Linked DNA regions of Sus scrofa: regions 1 and 3 are each linked to region 2. Evidence: chromatin contacts called from public promoter capture Hi-C data. All regions are on one chromosome and are shown on one strand. Each heading gives the region's core, a stretch centred on a gene start, on an enhancer-like site or on the middle of the called end of the contact. The rest is flanking DNA. Distances are from core to core; before and after follow the strand shown.

Evidence for each region. Promoter capture Hi-C pulls out the DNA fragments that hold promoters and counts their contacts.
Region 1: a contact with region 2 is called in a promoter capture Hi-C map of liver, with 3 times the contacts expected there. The contact joins the promoter of MPND here to the promoter of CCDC94 in region 2. A contact is called at or near these places in 2 of 5 promoter capture datasets (fetal skeletal muscle and liver) and 7 of 47 Hi-C or Micro-C datasets (brain, embryonic fibroblasts, fetal heart ventricle and 3 more).
Region 3: a promoter capture Hi-C map of liver shows a contact between it and region 2, with 2.6 times the contacts expected there. The contact joins the promoter of CHAF1A here to the promoter of CCDC94 in region 2. A contact is called at or near these places in 2 of 5 promoter capture datasets (fetal skeletal muscle and liver), 7 of 47 Hi-C or Micro-C datasets (epiblast stem cells, heart right ventricle, liver and 2 more) and 2 of 2 datasets of contacts at active chromatin or transcription factors (alveolar macrophages and skeletal muscle).

Annotation. Positions count from the first base shown.
Region 1 is chr2:74,454,164-74,457,519 of Sscrofa11.1, reverse strand. It overlaps MPND (MPN domain-containing protein), which reads left to right and starts at 1,592. Exons shown (of 12, transcript XM_021084063.1): 1 at 1,592-1,696; 2 at 1,801-2,054; 3 at 2,794-3,030. The coding sequence starts at 1,600.
Region 2 is chr2:74,526,589-74,529,753 of Sscrofa11.1, reverse strand. It overlaps CCDC94 (coiled-coil domain-containing protein 94), which reads left to right and starts at 1,421. Exons shown (of 8, transcript XM_013994769.2): 1 at 1,421-1,554. The coding sequence starts at 1,531.
Region 3 is chr2:74,410,233-74,413,349 of Sscrofa11.1, reverse strand. CHAF1A (chromatin assembly factor 1 subunit A) reads left to right here and starts at 1,475. Exons shown (of 15, transcript XM_003123068.4): 1 at 1,475-1,742. The coding sequence starts at 1,691.

The sequences.
Region 1 (3,356 bases), core at 343-2,842, 72 kb after region 2:
AAGGTACAGTCATATACATTCTCAAGCCAAGGATCATACATCAAGATGACACACTGATATTTTACATAAAGCTCACCAAGGATACACAGTCCAGGTAAACACATATAAAGCAAGAAGCAAATCAACATGACCCCCTACAGAGCTGGGAAAGAATATTAAGTAGTTACACTGCTAGCTTTAGAAGAAAAAAAATTGATCTTCACTCTCAAGCAGGCGTTCTCATCTTTGAGGATCTCTAGAGGATAATGTGTAGTGCAGATGCTCATTACATCTGGGAGGGATGTTGGAAAGGAGGGAGGGAAGAAGGAAGGAGGTGCAAAGAAACAAAATTTTATTTTTTTCTTGTCCTTCCTTTAGATACAAACTTTATTTCATCACGTGAAATTTTATTTCATTATGTGTAATAATCATTCACATTCCCCAGCTCTTACTACATGTCATGCTCTGTTCTTTAACAACTCTGCAGCAGGAATTAGTCATCCCACAGGGAAACAGAGAGGTGGAGACATTTGGCCAAAGTCACAGAGCTGGTTAAGTGGTGGAGCAGGACCTGGAGCCAAGTCCAGTCTGAGTCCAGACCACCCTACCTGGGAACCCGCGCCCCTACCCGCAGTGGTCTGTCACCTCTTCCACACCCATCTGAGGTTGAGCCTGGACAAAGGTGCCCTGCACCCTGGGGGAGACCCCACCTCCGGCTTTCAGCCCTGCCAGAGATTAGGGAGTCCCAGCGTTGGGAGGCAGCTCTGCACCTCGGGGCAAAGGTCCTGGGACAGTGGCCAGGGTCAAAAGAGCAGCAACCCTCCGGTGTACTCCTAGCCAGACTCCAGCCACATGCACCGTGTTGGTGGTAGTGTTGGCGCGGGCGGGGGCGGGGTGTTGGTTTGGGGTTGGCCCCACAGGCCCGCGAGGCAGGTTTTACCCGCGCGCTGTTTGGCTGGCTGCGGACTAGACCCTACCATTGATTGGATGTATCAGGGCTACAGGTTCCTGCTGATTGGCCGAGGAAGATGGCTGTCCTTTAGTTTAACACTGTCTATAGGCTGAAGATGAAATCCCCCTCCCCTTATAATTGGTTGGCGGGCTTGGCTGTGATCCAGTCATAAAATCAGTCGAGGGCTGCTGGGGAGGGTGGGAGTTAACCTCTTAGAGACCGCCGCCCGGCTTGGACGCTTTACATCTGCGGTGCCCGGCTGCTTCCCCACATTTTGGCCTACAGCCCCGGGGCACTGTGGCTTATTCTCCCAGGGCTTACTTTCTCCCGTGGTTCCAACAGCCGAGGCCTGTAGGTCCCTCGAGAGGGGTGGTTGCGGACCTCAATTTCCCTTTTCTCCCCTCTCCAGGGCAGAATCCAGTAGGCAATGGTCACAGGTGGAGTCATTAGTTCTCCGAAAGCGGAAGTCCCCGGCCTCAGTTTCCCCAATTGCACTATGAGCTCTGCGTTACACCCCATTCCCACGGAAGGTGGCCTCAGGCCTCAGTCTCCAGAATAGTCCCAGAGGGCTGAGCCCCCACCTCCTTTTCCCTCCTGCGCAGGCCGGAGGCCTGTTTCTTGGTTCGCTCCAGCAGGCCGAGCCCCCGCCCGCCCACTGGAAGCGGCCAATGGCTGGGGCGCTCCCCCCTCGGGGCGGAGTTGCGTCACGTGCGGGGAAGAAAGAGCCGGAGGCACACAGGGCGTGGGGCGGAGCGGCCATGGCAGGTACGGCGAACCTTGAGGGGGTCCAGCGAGGCGCCAGGCTGGGGGGCTGGACCGTGGACCGGCTCGGGGCGCGCGGCCCCTCTGCAGCCTGTTGCTGCCTGCAGCTCCGGAGTCGCTGTCCCCGGCGGGCGGCGCGGGCGAGGAGGCGCCGGATGACGACGAGGACGAGGCGGAGGCCGAGGACCCCGAACGTCCAGGGGCAGTCGGCGGCGCGCGCAGTGGCGGCGGCGGCGGGGCCGGGGCGGGGAGCTGCGGCGGGCCCGGGAGCGCGTTCACTAGGCGCGCGGTCACGCTGCGCGTGCTCCTCAAAGACGGACTGCTGGAGCCCGGCTCCGGGGTGCTGTCCATCTACTACCTGGTGAGCGCTCCCCAGCCCCAGCCCATCCTAGCTGGGGCCAAAAGGGGAAACCGGACTCCAGAGTGCTCCTTTGCTACAGGCCAAGCCGCAGCGTGGGGAGGGGAAACTGAGGCACGGAGCATCCTGACCTTCTTGGGCAGGAGGACATTGTTTACCAAACACCCAGTTCCACAAAGGAGAAACGCAGGCTCAGAGAGGGCACTAGTGCTTTCCTGGCTGTGTGATCTCGCTCAGCCTCCTCAAGTCCTAGTTTCCCCATCTGTAAAACGGGATTTTTTCCCTCCCACGTGGTCGTATGAGGATTCAGTGAATAAAGTGCTCAGCAGTATGCCTGCTACACAGTAAGTGCTTTATAAGTGTTTGCTGTTATTACTGTTGTTATTAATATAGTTTTGCTCTTTGTGAGTGGGAGCAATTTGTGAATTGAGCACCTGTTGTGTGCCAGGCTGTGTTGGGCATTAGGGACACAGCAGAGAGCAATACAGACCCTGTTCTGTCCTTTGTGGCTCACAGTCCAGTGAAGGGAGTGGAGGACAGACACATAACTGGAAGTTTCAATCCAGGCTGAACAGGACTAGACCATGGATATCTAGGTATTGGGAGGCACCTAAGCTAAAAGGCTTTGTGGAAGAAAGTGGGAAGTAGGTGCCAAACTCTGGGAGAGTTAGGGAGGATTTTCTGGAGGAGGGGTCTTGATGGGTATCAGCTCCTGGGCCCAGCCAGCCCACTCTCACTGCAGGGGAAGAAGTTCGTGGGAGACCTGCAGCCCGATGGGAGGATTGTGTGGCAGGAAACAGGGCAGGTGTTCAACTCACCCAGTGCCTGGGCCACCCATTGCAAGAAGCTGGTGAACCCAGCCAAGAAGTCCGGCTGTGGCTGGGCCTCCGTCAAGTACAAGGGCCAGAAACTGGACAAGTACAAGGCTGCCTGGCTCCGGCGAAACCAGTTCCATGTGCCTGCAGTTGCTGCCGATGAGGTGCGTCTTTTAGCCTCCCTGACTCACTGCTGCATAAAGAGTGCCCCGAGACAGAGTACTGGAGCTGGGGCCTTGAGGGATGAATAAGAGTTTGTCAAAGCAAGATGAAGGGAAGAGCTTTCCAGAGGGGGGAATGGCATATGCAAAGCCATGTAGGCATGAAGCAACACATACTGCTTAAGGAACCATTATTGCCTGAGATAGCTGAAGAAGCAGATGCCTTGGTATCTGAGAGAGCTGGAGACGTTAGCAGGGACCAGATCTAGGACGGTCTTGAATGCCATGATAATAACAGATGTTCCTTGAATGATCACGAGCTTGGGAAA
Region 2 (3,165 bases), core at 172-2,671:
TGTTTATTGTCCATCAGTCCCACTACACAGGCAGTGATCTCCAGGGGGGCAGAAATCTTATGTCTTGTTCTCTGATGTGTCCCCAGTGACCAAGCACATCTCTGATACAGAGCAAACATTTGTAAAAGGAAGGGGGAGGCTAGGGAAGGGATGGCCTCTTTAGAAAGATGAACACAGGAGTTCCCGTCGTGGCGCAGTGGTTAACGAATCCGACTAGGAACCATGAAGTTGCGGGTTCGGTCCCTGCCCTTGCTCAGTGGGTTAACGATCCGGCGTTGCCGTGAGCTGTGGTGTAGGTCGCAGACGCGGCTTGGATCTCGCGTTGCTGTGGCGTAGGCCGGTGGCTACAGCTCTGATTCGACCCCTAGCCTGGGAACCTCCATATGCTGCGGGAGCGGCCCAAAAAATAGCAACAACAACAACAAAAGACAAAAAGACAAAAAAAAAAAAAAAAAAAGAAAGATGAACACAGAGGCAAGCAATAGGGAGACATAAGGGAGTAAATATGTGTGTAGGAGGGAAGACTGGCTGTAGTACAATGGGATCAGTGGCATCTCTGAAGCACCAGGATGCAGGTTCAACCCTTGGGCCTCCACAGTGGGTTAAGGATCCTTCATCGCCACAGCTGAGGAACAGATCGCAGCTGTGGCTCCCATTCAATCCCTAGCCCAGGAACTTCCACATGCTGCTGGTGTGGCATGGGAAATAACAAATAGGAGTTCCTGTTGTGGCTCAGTGGTAACGAATCCGACCAGTATCCATAAGGATGTGGGTTCGATCCCTGGCCCCACTCAGTGGGTTAAGGATCCAGCATTGCCATGAGTTGAGGTGTAGGTCGCAGACAATGCTGGGATCTGGCGTTGCTGTGGTGAAGGCCGGCTGTTGCAGCTCGGATTGGACCCCAGGCCTGGGAAGTCCATATGCCTCAGGTGCGGCCCTTAAAAAACCAAAAAGAGGAGTTCCTGTTGTGACGCAGCAGAAACGAATCTGACTAATAGCCTTGAGGTTTCAGGTTCCATCCCTGGCCTCCCTCAGTGGGTTAAGGATCTGGCATGGCTGTGAGCTGTGGTGTAGGTCGCAGACGCGGCTTGGATCCTGCGTTGCTGTGGCTGTGGTGTAGGCCAGCAGCTGTAGCTCCGACCTGACCCCTAGCCTGTGAACTATATGCCGCGGGTGCGGCGCTAGGAAGAAAACCAAAAAAACAAAAACGAAAACAGGGAATGCCGTGACCGGCAGCCCCATCGCCTCTAGGGGGCGCAACGCCTCCTTGAAATTTCAAATCCTGACCAACGCCGGAACCTCTGATGAGCGCCCCCAGGGTTGCAACCAGGGAGGGAAGACCGAGGGACTCGGATGTTGACAGGCGGAAGCTGGAGCCAATGATAAAGGCAAGCTGTATATGCTGCAGCCAATAACAGCGGCTGAAGGAGTGGCGTAAGCGGAAATACAAAGGACAGACGGTCGGGAAAGTTCGATAAGCACCGAGCCTAACCAGTACTCTCGTGCTTGTGAGAAGACTAGGAGGCAAAGATGTCGGAGCGAAAAGTTTTAAACGTAAGTGTTGGGCGACTAAGGCTTTCCACCAGTGGTGGGACCTCTCGTAGCCAACGGAAGTGGGCTAATTATACTCTTCTAGTGGGACCTTTGCCTTCTTCCCAACGGTCTGCACACTCCTCCCAATCACCTTCCGCGGAGGGTGGGCCTTCAGCTAAACCTCATCCTGGAGCCTGGAGTGTACCCCATCACCTTTGGGGGCGGAGCTTGGGCGTATTTACCAGATCTCTTCTCCTGATTGGATCTTCTGAAGGGAATTATCCAATCACTTTCCTTGGGGCGGAGCTATTTTAAAATCGTGGTATTTCAGCTCTAAGCACCGCCGGCAGGGGGTCTATTTTAGCCAGTTCTGATCTTTGGGAAGGGTTAGGCTTATCTAAATTCAGCGTGCGGCTGGAGACCTTTCCAGTTGCCTTAAGTCTGCCAGCTCTTTTGGGGAAAAAAAAAATCATTCCCTAACAGAACTGGTGTGTGTGTTGAGGGGGGCGGGGTCTGGAAAGCAGCATTCAGCTTCTAGAGAAGAAAACTCCGGAATTCTGAGTCCCTGTCCCCCACCGTCTAAGAGGGTGTGTGCTCCCAGGTAAGGAGTGAGCTCACCGGCCTGGGAGTGTGTAAACCCAGGATGTCAGGAAGGAGTAGAGAAGAGACCTCCAGACTGATGGCTCCGAGCCCAGGTTTCCAAGGTCAGTTTGATGTCTCTTTCCCTAACTCGGTGCTCTAATCTTTTAAACACCTGTGGTAAGAATCCAGCCACTGGAGTTTCTGTTGCAGCTCAGCGGCTTAAGAACCCAGCTAGTGTGCATGAGGATGCGGGTTTGATCCCTGGCTTCACTCAGTGGGTTAAGGATCCGGCATTGCTGCAAGCTGCGGCGTAGATGAAGGATGCGGCACAGATCGCAGATACAGCTCTGATTTGGCAGCTGCAGCTAGGATTTGACCCTTAGCGCAGGAACCCCCATATGCTACAGGTTTGGCACTAAAAAAAAAAAGAAAGAAAGAAAAAGAAAAATCCAGCCCCAGTCACCTCACATTCCAGGACTTCATATGGGTGAAAGTTCTTCCATCCTGAGGATCTAGCTGGGAGGCCATCTATTCCCATAACTTTCTGGTAAATACTTGTGTTTGCCAGGTACTGCTCTAAGTGCCATATTCACGAAGTCCTTGCAGGTGAACAAGTTATCCCTCCATCAGATGAGGAAACTCAGGCCCAGAGAGATTATGTAATAGCCAGAGAGTGGTGGAGTCAAACCCAGTACCCCCAGCTCTGTAATGTGTGCTCTTAATCATGATACCAGTTTCCCCAAAGTCGTGTCCCTGGCTTTGCTTCTCACACTGTGTGACCTTGAGTAGCTGAAACCACCAGGATTCAGTTTCCTATGGGTACTCTGCTGTCTGTCTCAGGTCTTTGCAGGGATTGCATAAAACAAGGGATGTAAAGCTCTAAATAGTATGTGGCACCTCGTAAGTGCTCAGAGCTCAAAGTGCTTTATTTTCTGTTTATCCTGCGTGGTGATTTTTAAACATAATCCAAACTCACCTTCCCCACACTTTCCATCTCAGGCTCCTGTGCAGAAAGAGTTAATGCGACAGGCCTGAGGCTGCTGTCCTTAG
Region 3 (3,117 bases), core at 226-2,725, 120 kb after region 2:
TATTTTATTGAATGAAGTGGAAATTAATAGTGAATTGAAGTGAATAAATGAATCCAAAAAGAAGAATAATAAAATGACCAGAGCTAAAGTGCTTGCAATTTCATTTCCAAAATCTCTGACAGAGTTGAGTGCTTTTGTAAAGCAGAGGATTGCTAGAAGTTTCCAAGTGCCTCAATGGTAGGTCCTGGGCTAGATTAGAGGATTGCTTCGCAATAGGCAGGCTCCAACCTCTTTCCCCAAGATCCTGATGAGGCTATTATTAATAGTTTGAAATTTTTTCCATGTGATTCTGATGGGCATCCTGAAGGGTGATGCACTAGTCTCAATCATTTCAGATGTCAGAATGTTAGAGAAGGAAGGGAAAACATCCTAATGGTTCAGAGGGAGAAACTGAGGTCTTGAGTAAGACACGACTTACTTGCCTAAAGCGATGTCCTCGAATTTCCTATTTTTCCACATGATTTACAACAATCATACTGATTTAATTATCCAATTTACAGGATAAATAGAATTCCAAAATTGGGCTAAATTTTACTATTCTCACTTCTGCTCTGCTTGAGCGATAAATAGATGCTGAAGAAAACCTGTTCTAAGGCTCACAGACTGATTCTGAAGGTCTCTGTTCTGTGAGAGGCTTTTAATTTATCCGGTCACAGTTTAATCAAATGGTATTTAATGTATTCACTCATATATATATATTGGGTACCTACTACTGCGTAAGTCATCAATAGGTCCTGAGGATACCATGATAAATGATTTTTGCCTTCATGGAGCTAATGATAAAAACAGGAATTAATTCATTAACCAATAACACGCTAATAAATAAACACAAGGTGTAATTATTCCAAGAAAAATGACTGTGTTGTAGGAACTTCATGTTGTTGGGGTAGGGGAGAAAAGGCTTCTCTGGGGTTTTGATCTAAGATCTGAAAGTTAGGTAAAAATCAACCAGGAAAAGAGCTGAGGAAAGAGTGTTCCAGGCGAAGAAACAGCCTATGCAAAACCCTGAGGGATTAAACCAGAAACATTCATTTCATTCGTTCCCTCTGAATATATTCACTGCATCTCAAATGCTTCTGAAGCGATGCCTAGAGTTTATTTATTCTATTTTTATTATTCGTATTAAAAGAGTTCATAATTTTAATTTCTGTTGCTATGTGTGCAGCCTATATCCAATTACGACTTAAAAAAACTTCAGTCTTCAGCTAAATCGCAGTTTCAGGCTGTCTCTGGTGCCCTGTGTAAAGCGTTTTGTCACGACGTAGGAACCTGGCCCTTCCTCCTCCCACTCCCCACCCACATACCCCAGCAATCAACCAATAACAGTGTCGATTCTCAGATTGATATCACCCTCCCCCAATCACAGGGCACATGTTCACCGCCAATGACAGGCTGCCGAGGGGGACACCCCGCCCTCAGCGGGAATATCAATAGGGGAGCCCTGGGAGTAATGGAAGCCTCGGCTCTCGCGAGGATTCTCCCGGAGCACCCCTCTTCCCGAGGAAGCGCGTCACGTGATGCGGCCTCACCCAATCGGCGCATCGGCCGCGGGGGTCGCCGCGGTTCCCGCCAAATACGAGCGCGGCGGCCGCGGTAGCAGCGGCGCGGGCGGGAGGGCGAGCAGCAGCGGCCGCCTCAGCGGAGCCCGCGCCTCCTCCGCCTGAGGGGAGTTCGAGACGCTGCCGGGACAATGCTGGAGGAGCCGGAGTGCGGGGCGCCAGGCGCCCGGGGAGCCGCTGCAGGTCGGTTCCGGCACGCGCGGAGGGGAAGGGGGGGCGCGGCGTGCGGCCTGTGAGGGCCGAGGCGGCAGTTGGGGGCGGACGGGCCTCCAGTCCCGGGCCCTCTCCTCGGCTCCTCGCGTTCGGTCCGTGGAGCTTACAGTCCCAAGGAAGGGCCTTGGGACTCAAAGGGCGCTCTTCTTGACGTTATTGTAGCCGCGACCATTTTCTCCCGGCGCTTTTGCCGTCAGTTCGCCCTTCCAGGGCGCTCTGCGGTGACGGGTGTGTGTGGCCAGGAGGGGAAACGGAGGCCCAGAGAGGCGAAAAAGCCGGCTTTGGAAGTTACCGAGTGCGTTTGTGTCCCTTGATAAGTTGGACGCTGCAGCGGCCCCAAAACTGGGTGGAGAAACGGAGGTCCAGGGTCACAAGGGCTCGGGGACCAGAACAGTTGCGTCTGCGGGTCAGGGCAAGCCCAGGTAAGAGGCCCGGATGATAAGGGTCCCGGGTTCTTGATGCTGCCGACCTGTCTTTCTCCTTACTCTGTCTTGGGAGGGGGCTTTCTGGCAGGCCCTCAAGATGGGGGGTGGTGAACCACGGAAGACCAGACGACTTGACTCCTTTTACCCCCAGCACTTGGCAAAATGCTTGGCATGTAGTAGCTGCTCAATAAATGTGGGTTGTTTGAATGAAGGGTTGGCAGGGACCTCAACTAGACTAGTCCAGGGTTTCTCAATCTCAGCACTATTGACATTTGGGGCCGTCCTGTGCATTGTAGGGTGTCTAGCAGCATCCCTGGTCTCCACCCATTAGATCTCAGTAGCAACACTTCCTTCCTAGTTGTGACAATAATGTATCCTAGGCACTGTCAAGGGGCCCCCTAATTGAGAACCACTGTGCTAATTGTTTCCAGACTTTGGGATTTTAAATAGACATAGAATTTATGAAATAAAGTTGGGACCGATTGTCATGGACAGTCATTTGACCGAGTAAGGGTCAATTAAATGGTTAATTAGAAAATTTTAAAAGCACCATCTGTTATGATCATAATACCATAAAAGAGAAAGATGTCTTAATGCTAAATAAAACTAGAAAGAAAATAATTTCAATAAAGAGCAGTGGTAAGTTTATATACACAAATGTGTTAATTGTTATGTATATGTTTGAACAAGCCGCGTCCCTAGATGAGATCCATTTTACATCGACCTGAGGTTGCTTCTGGGCCCAGGTCACTTTTGCTGCACTTGCATTAAAGCTGGTGACTCAGGGACATGCCAATAAATCCTGCAGTTAAACTAAAAATAAATTTAAATTTAAGTGGCTAAGTTAATGTATCCTTTAGCTAGCAGTGGGAAGGTTTTGTTTGTTTGTTTGTTTTTGGTAACTGAAAACTTGAGAATGA